Regions from separate parts of the Mus musculus genome. Here region 2 is linked to region 1. A link is a contact called in public HiChIP or PLAC-seq data. All regions are on one chromosome and are shown on one strand. The core of a region is the stretch at or near the end of the contact, and the rest is flanking DNA. Distances in the headings are between cores, read along the strand shown.

What was found. HiChIP or PLAC-seq counts read pairs in DNA pulled down with a chosen protein or histone mark.
Region 2: a contact with region 1 is called in an H3K27ac HiChIP or PLAC-seq map of embryonic stem cells, with 11 read pairs. The contact joins two enhancer-like sites. A contact is called at or near these places in 1 of 39 promoter capture datasets (neural stem cells), 1 of 15 datasets of contacts at CTCF or cohesin (large pre-B cells) and 8 of 115 datasets of contacts at active chromatin or transcription factors (CD8 T cells, bone marrow-derived macrophages, embryonic stem cells and 2 more).

Annotation. Positions count from the first base shown.
Region 1 is chr8:107,137,663-107,141,853 of GRCm38.p6, reverse strand. No RefSeq gene overlaps it. Among named protein-coding and RNA genes, the nearest start is that of Cyb5b, 11 kb to the left of the region's middle. Within about 2 kb of position 1,908, at least 158 of the 459 cell types and tissues checked have an H3K27ac peak or open chromatin away from gene starts, as enhancers often do. A contact at or near this core is called in embryonic stem cells, where this site is marked.
Region 2 is chr8:107,258,973-107,263,506 of GRCm38.p6, reverse strand. It overlaps the pseudogene Rps18-ps3. Among named protein-coding and RNA genes, the nearest start is that of Nfat5, 32 kb to the left of the region's middle. Within about 2 kb of position 1,261, at least 4 of the 459 cell types and tissues checked have an H3K27ac peak or open chromatin away from gene starts, as enhancers often do. A contact at or near this core is called in embryonic stem cells, where this site is marked.

The DNA.
Region 1 (4,191 bases), core at 659-3,158:
AGCTCGTGCAAAATCTAAGCACATTTAAATAAATGTGGCTAGGACATATATTCTTACTTTTTAAGATGGTACTCACAAATGCTACTAAAGAAAAAAATCAATAACAAGGGAATTCTATTGATTTAAGTTGAACTTTGACCTTAGATATTCTTAATAACCCTTAATTATTATACATATGTCCTGTGGTCTTATCTTTTACATACCTCATGTAATTTAGGACTTTGGTTCCTTGTTCAAGCTTCCTTAACTTTTTTTTTCTATTCTGGAAACACCCAGCCACCTTAGCTTTGGACAAAGTCTCATACAGAACTCCTCCTTTATTAAAAACATCTCTTTTAAGGATTTTTTTATTAACATGGATGTGTGAGGATGTGAACATGTGTGTGGGTGTCACTGGAGACCAGATGAAGGTGTCAGAGCCCCTCAAACCAGAGTCACAAGCGGTTGTGAGCCACCCAGCATAGGTGCTGGGACCCAACCTCAGGTCCTGAGTAAGCTCATTCAGCCACTGAGCCATCTCTCTATCTCCCACTAAAGATGCTTTCATTCCTATAGCCTTCTAACTGTCTCTTTTCTTCCTTGCTTTTCCTTGTCCTTTATTTTATTTTTAATATTATGAGACATAGTAGCATTTACATTTACCAACAGTTACATTTACCAACCTCCTTGGGAACTTACTGTTGAGCCTAATGACATCAGACTGGGCTCAGAACACTCAGCAAAGGCAGACAAAACAAACAAACAAACAAACAAACAAACAAACAAAGCCCACGTAGCCAGAAGGGAGCGTCAAGGTGGGGAGAAGAACGTTCTATCTCAGCCAGAGAAAGGCAGGTCACAGGGAAGAGGAAGAAGAACTGTGTAAGCAGCAGGAACACCAACCACTGGGGAGGAAATGTTTAGTAAAGCAAATGGGTCTGGAAAAAGAGAGAGAATGTAGACATGTCTTTGTGCCCAAACTCACAGCTGAGATCCTAGCATCTTAGGAAATCAGTGGATCGAGACAAGAGAGTAAGTTCCAAGCCCGGAGGAACACCCAACCCAGTTCTGAAATCACAGCACAGGGAACAGGGTTCTCCGAAAACGAAGGGCTTTATCAGGGGGAAGGGAGGAGGAACAGAGTTCCAAACTAGAAGCCACAAAAGAGGGGACAGAACCCTGGGTGGAGGGTAGGCTAACCAACATCTGGTCCAGTTTGAGACCTGTGCCAGGAGAGGGAGGGGCCCCCAACCCCCACCCCCATCCCCGACACACTATTAATGATATTCTACTACACTTGTAGACAGGCGCCTAGCATAACCGTCATCAGAGAGACTTCGCCCAGCAATGGATAGAAACTGATGCAGAGATGCACAGCCAAACATTGAGCGGGGCTTGGGGAATCCTATGGAAGGGGTGGTGGGGATTGAAGGAGCCAGAGGGGTCCAGGGCTCTAGGAGAAAACCTACAGAATCAACTAACCTGAGCCCATAGAGACTGAACTGCCAACCAGGGAGCATGCGTGGAATGGACCCAGACCTTCTACCTGTATGTAACGGTTGTGACGCTGGTTCTTCGTGTGGGACTCCTAAAGTGTGAGGAGCAGCTGTCTCTGACTACTTCGTCTACCTTTGGATCCCTTTCCCTCCAACTGGGCGGCTTTGTCTAGCCTCAATAGAAAAAGATGTGCCTAGTCTTCCTTCAACTTGATATGCCTCCCCTTTTGTGAGGAGAAAGGAGGAGGGCAGGAGGGGGGAGGGGGAGGGGAGGGGGGGTGAGAGGGAGTAACTTAATGAAGGAAGAGGGAGGGGGAAGAGAGAGAGAGAACAGAGAGAAAGGAGAGAGAGCCCCATCTGTAGAACAAAGCCCAAGGCTGTTGGCAGAAGGCTGCAATAGAGTCCTTGAGGGCGGGCAAAGGCTGTAAGGGCTATGACTCAGCAGTTCTAAGCCTCTCGAGTATAAATAGAAGAGTCAACGCTGGGGCAAGCCAAAGAGGAGCAGGGACCTACAAAGTCTGAGGATTTTATGATAGAGAAGGTGGTGTCTGAAAGCAAAGACAGGCAAGCCCTCACCGGGTGCCACAGATTTCCTTACGGACGATCCTTCTAAGTTGTTTCTGAGTTTTGATCATAAGAGTATTAAATCTCATAAACAGGAAGGCGATTGGTTGGCTATTTAAAAGACTAAGCTAGTCCAAGATAACTCTGGGTTTGGACCTGCAACATTTTAGCTCTCTATGCTCACTGCTGAAGTTCCCACAACACAGTCGCTATTGAAGTTCTAACACAGTCATAGCATAGAAGCATTACATTGATATCAAAATTATCAAAGACATTGGATGTTTTTAGGAGCAAAGAGCAAGGCCATGGTGGCACACACGGTGCCCTAGCTCTCAGGAGGCAGAGAGAGGCAGGCCGATCTTTGAGTTCAAGTCCAGCATGGTCTACAGAGTGAATTCCAGGACAACCGGGGATGCACAGAGAAACCCTGGGGAGAGAGGGATGGGGAGAAGAGGGAGAGAGAGAGAGAGAGAGAGAGAGAGAGAGAGAGAGAGAGAGAGAGAGAAGAAGGAGGAGGGGAGGGGGAGGGGAGGGGGGAGGGGAGGGGAGAGCAGAAAAAAGAAATATAAAAGTGGGCCTCCAGTGGCACTGCACAACTCTGAGAATTCAAGGCCAGCCTGGTCTATACAGTGAGTTCCATTGAAGTTAGGGTAACATAGTGAGACCCTGTCTCACTACAAAAAAATATCAAAGAAAAGAAATATAAAAGTACAATTTTTCTTTTGAGGCTGAAGGGTTTTTGGTTTTAGTTTTTCATTAATGAAATCACCTGATTGTCTTTACTTTTTAGAAGCTTACATGAAATGTGTTAGTGATAGATATTAATTTAATTATTGGTCTAAAGTACTAGGGATCACAGACATGATAAAATGTTTTAGAATGGACAAATTTTAAGTAGCTCTAACTTTTTTGTCCACTAAAATACGGTCCATGATGACTGTGTAGTTTTACAGGAATGTCCCAAGTATGAATAAATATTTGTAACAAGATTTTTAAACATTTGTATCTTATTTTGACTATTCAGACAGTTGCTAGCAAGCGAAGGTATTATCCAACAGGGAAGCACAGCGGAGAGCATTCGGGGAAATGTAATCACAGGCTTGAAATGTCTTATTTAGTAGAAGGAGAAAAATCAAGAGCTTTGTCTTTATAAACACGAAGTGCGAATCAATACTTGAGGAAACCTTATTTGGAGGGCAGGAGAGATGGCTCAGTGGTTAAGAACACTGACTGTTCTTCCAGAGGCCCCAGGTTCAATTCCCAGCACCCACATGGCAGTTTACAACCGTCTGTAACTCCCATTCCAGGGGACCTGATACCCTCACACAGACACACGGAGGAAAAACACCAGTGCATAAAAAAATAAATAAATCATAAGAGAGCTTTATTATTGTACATAGAGAACCAGGCATCATTTTTTTCTGTTTATAGCAGAATGTTGATCTTAGGAATTGTAATTAAGTTAATTCCAAAGCCAGAAAAAAGAAGAAGAAAAGAAAAAGGAAAGAAAAATTGAAAGCCATACAGTGAAGTCTCTTTGTCACCTTTTACCCAGTTTCCCTTTCCACTCACCCGGTCCAGACTGTCATACATGGGCTCTGTGTTTCTTTCCTAAGCTTCTTAATGCAATGAAAGTAAATACAAGAATGCTTACTTTAGGACCTTTAGTTAGGAAAGACAGTGAACATTGCACAGTCTGGATGGTGTTTTTGGTTTTGTTTGTTTTTTTTTTTTCCTTACCTTAGAAATGTTTCGATAGAGCTGGGGGGGGGGGGCGTATATCTCCATCATAGAGCATATATGTCTAGCACACATGAGGTATGAATTCCTGGCCCAACATGCACACCCAAGTGCTTCCCTGCTGATGCAGAGACAATGCCTGGTTCAATGACCCAGAAGCACAGCTTTGCATGATTCTAGTGCTCGTAGTCCTTGTAAATCTACCCTAACTTATATCCTACTGATTGTCATTTGGGTTGCTTCCAGTCTTTTGCAAGCACGAATGAGACTGAAGTTAGTGACCTTGATCTTACATCATTATGCAATGCACAAAAAGAAAACCTCTGGGTCAAAGGCATAAGCATTCGCTGTGTTAGCAATCACCAAGATGAAGCCTCAGTGACAGTGCGTTTAAGCAAGTTCGCACAGCCTG
Region 2 (4,534 bases), core at 12-2,511, 120 kb before region 1:
GGCCAGCAAGTAAAGTGGGTAAAGGTAAAGAAAGGTGCTTGCTGCCACATCTTATGACCTGTGTCTGATCCCAGGGACCTAAGGATGGAAGCAGAGAACCGACTCCTGAAAGATGTTCTCTGGCCTTCATATCCTTACATACCATGACACAGGCATGCCCACATACATACACACACACAAAAGTACATAAATAAATGTAATAAGAATCCAAAGAGCTCTTCCACAGGAGGCCTACACGCCGCCGTCTGTGCCGCCGCCATGTCTCTAGTGATCCCTGAGAAGTTCCAGCACATTTTGCGAGTACTCAACACCAACATCGATGGGCGGCGGAAAATAGCCTTCGCCATCACTGCCATTAAGGGCGTGGGGCGGAGATATGCTCATGTGGTGTTGAGGAAAGCAGACATCGACCTCACCAAGAGGGCTGGAGAACTCACGCAGGATGAGGTGGAGCGAGTGATCACCATCATGCAGAACCCACGACAGTACAAGATCCCAGACTGGTTCCTGAACAGACAGAAGGATGTGAAGGATGGGAAGTACAGCCAGGTTCTGGCCAACGGTCTAGACAACAAGCTGCGTGAGGACCTGGAGCGGCTGAAGAAAATTCGAGCCCATAGAGGGCTGCGCCACTTTTGGGGCCTTCGTGTCCGCGGTCAGCACACCAAGACCACTGGCCGCAGGGGCTGAACTGTGGGTGTATCCAAGAAGAAATGAGTCTCTGGGCCTTTGCTGTTAATAAATAGTTTATATACCTATGAAAAAAAAAAAAAGAATCTAAAGAACATTGTACCTCATTAAACCCTTCCAACAATGGTTTGAAAATGGTATTCCAAGCAAATGCCGTAACTAAGACTCAGAGAGAGATTCAGCAACCAGTCCAAAGTCACAGCAAGAAAACAGCAAGTCCATGCTGTTCCCAGGATGCCCCAGGCTTAGGAGGCAGGAGGTTAGAGGCCAGAATGTGCTCTGCATATTAGATACTGGGAAGGGCTCAGTCTGGGATGGGGAGTGGGGGTAGGGGACTCCTTAGCTTGGCACAAGGCTCTCACAAGCTAAGATCAGCATCCCTCTCTTCCTCTAGTCTATGCCAACAGGAAAGCTGTGCAGGCAATAGTCATGATTGCCTAGAAAATCATGAATGTGATTCTAGAAGTGTTTTAGGTTGCCATTGGCATCGGATGGGAGGGATATACTATGTAGAGATCAGGAAACACAAGGGTGTGCCCCAGTGCACACGCAGAGGTCAGAGGACAACGTGCAGGAAGCAGTTCCCTCTTATTTTGTGGGTTCTGTTAGGTCTCAAACCCGGGACAAATGGCTTATTTAACATATCAAAGCCGACCGGGTTCTCCCAGCATGCTTCAGTCCCTATCTGTTACGGGTGTGGCTGGCATATTCTCTACCTTAAAATTCTCCAGCCCAGAGGTTGGACTGCCCTTCCCCCAGCTGCTCTTCTGTATATAGTCCAGCCATTTTGGCTACGCTGGTCCTTGCTGGTCCTTTTTACCCTTCACCTTCTGGCTTTTCGGTCTGGCTCTCACCATCTCCGATCCCCCATCTCTGATCCCCCATCTCCTCTCATGACCCTGTCATATTCACTCTGGACTCTCTCAGATGTCCCTGCCTGTGACTATGTTCTTTCTTTTATCTACAATAATCCTTTCCCTCCACCAAACTATGAACAGTCATATCCTTCCTTTTCTCTTCCTTTTCTTTTTCCTTTCCTTTCCTCTCCTCTCCTCTCCTCTCCTCTCCTCTCCTCTCCTCTCCTCTCCTCTCCTCTCCTCTCCTCTCCTTTCCTCTCCCCTGTCCCCTCTCCCCTCTCCCCTCCCCTCCCCTCCCCTCCTCTTTCTTTCTTTCTTTCTTTCTTTCTTTCTTTCTTTCTTTCTTAAATTGAAGTTCAAAGAATTGGGTTCAGGCCGTCAACCAGGCTTGGTGGCAAGTGAGCCATCTTACTGTCCCTGGTATTTTGTAAAATATTATAGTGAACCCATGTGACGGGTTCTGCACACGGAGTCCTCAGAATTCAACCAATACAAAATTCACAACACAGAAGAGCACTCAGGCCTCTCCTCCAAGCCAATGTGAACCACTTGCCAGGAATGGAATTTTCACACCTTAAATGGTCGAAGTGAGTTTTGGGGGGGAGGCTTCTGGGTGAATCATAAAGCCAGCCATTGCTGGTAGGGCCTCTGAATGGGAGGAAACAGGAACAAAGTGCCAAGGTTTCCGCACAAGCTGGTTGGCAGTTCAGGATGTTGGGCCCTGTTGTGACCTCAACTGAACCACACCTCCAGACAAACAAACAAACACCCTCCTCTACCAAAAACAAAACAAAAAACCCCCAAAACAAAAAACCCTCACGTCCACACCCACCAGCAGAGCTGTAAACTAGATACTGCCCCAGCAACACAAAGGGTTCTTGCTGCCTGAGTCCACTCTCACCCCAATCAGGAACTTCTATGTGTTCTTTATATATATATGCATATATATATATATATATATATATACTCAAATCTTATTTTTTTAAATTTTTGTAGCTATTATTATTATTATTATTATTATTTTATTGAATATTTTCTTTATTTACATTTCAAATGTTATCCCCTTTCCAGGTCTCCCCTCTGGAAACCCCCTCCCCCTGCTTCTTTGAGGGTGCTCCCCCACCCACTCACCCACCCTCTCCTACCTTCCTGCCCTGGCATTCCCCTACACTGGGGCATCAAACCCCCTCAGGCCCAAGGGCCGCTCTTTCCACTGATGTCCAACAAGGCCATCAGGCTGGAGAGATGGCTCAGCGGTTAAGAGCACTGACTGCTCTTCCAGAGGTCCTGAATTCAATTCCCAGCAACCACATGGTGGCTCACAACCATCTGTAATGGGATCCCATGGCTTCTTCTGGTGTGTCTGAAGTCAGCTACAATGTGCGTCTATGTGTTCTTCTAGGACCTCCACATTTGCTGAGGGATATACTCAACCCCATCTTCTAGTCCAGGAAAATGAGCTCCCAAAAGAGAGCTGTTGCATCCAAACATCACAATTCAAAAACCCGTTGAGCAAGGATTGCAAGTCAGGTGTCTGCATTTGGCTTTAAGACATCTGCGCCAAGTGTTTCAAAGCAGCTTTGCAAACAAACCATATATTTTAATCTCAAAGAAAAAAAAAAAAAACCTCCACCAAATCATTTCACAGCCTCGATCCTCACACATCGTGGTTCATATTCTGAGCCCAGATGGTAAAACAAAACTTCAAGGTTGTTCCCAGCACACACACATATGTTCTGGACAAAGGTTTCTCGGCTCAAAGAGAAGTAACCTAAATGACACATCCCAAGTATTTCATTTGTTAGGGGTTTCGTTGTTGTTGTTTTGTTTTGAGTTTTTGTTTGTTTGTTTGTTTGTTTGTTTGTTGTTGTCCAAGCTAGCCCCAAACTCTCTCTATAGCCAAGGATGTCCTTGAACTCCTGATCTTCTTGCCTCCACCTCTCACAACAAGATGGGATCACAATCATGAGACACCAGACCTGGCTCAGAGTTCACGTTTTAAGCTTGATACAATGTGTTCCAGGCATACCTAATGTTCTTGAATATTTGCCCCATTAATTCTTGTATAAAAATCGTGGTATCGATCAATGTAAAATTTAAGGTTTCCGGTCTCAAGAGTTGGATTTTGAAAATTTTTAAACACAGTCAAGGTGAAAGAATTCTGTGGGGCAAACTCAAATATACTCACCCTCTAGGTTCTTAAATTACATTGGGGCCAAGGAGATGGGTGAGTGAGTAGAAACACTGTGGAGGCCTAAAAATCTGACCATGCTCTCTCCAAACCAGATGTAGACAGCACACTCCAAAATGTTGTCCTTCAAAACACACACACACACACACACACACACACACACACGCATGCACACATGCACACACGCACACACTCCAGAAAAAAATTACATTGCTTAAATATTTGTTTATTATTATTTAATGTGTGATGTGGTGGTAGGGGTGGAGGTGCCACAACATATATTTGAAGGTCAGAAGACAACTTGATGCAGTCAGTTCTCTTCCACCTTTATGTAGGTTTTGGGGATTGAACCTAGATGGCTGGGTTTGCATAGCAGGGACCTTTATATGCTGAGCCATCTCTCCAGTCCTGCTTAAGCCTTTTTATTGTCTTCTAATATGTGCCAGGAATCTTCATGGATAATCTCATTTAATCCCTAAAAGACTCCTCTTTGAAGTTGGTAGTATCATCACTCCTGTCTAAAGGCGAGGAAATCGAAGATTAAAGGCTTGGGATGAGAGACAAGTATCTACAAAGCCAACCCGAACTGAATTCAGTGGAATTTGACCAGTTCTGTTTATGTTGGAGATTTATTTCTGAATCAGAGGAAGGAGTTTCCAGGTGTAAAATTCAGTTTAAAAAGCATGCGTGTTGAGCAAGAAAGTATTTGTTCTTTCGGATTCCAAAGATAGATCTTCATCTGGGAGAAAGAAAAAGCCTAAGAAGGACTCTGTGTGTGTGTGTGTGTGTGTGTGTG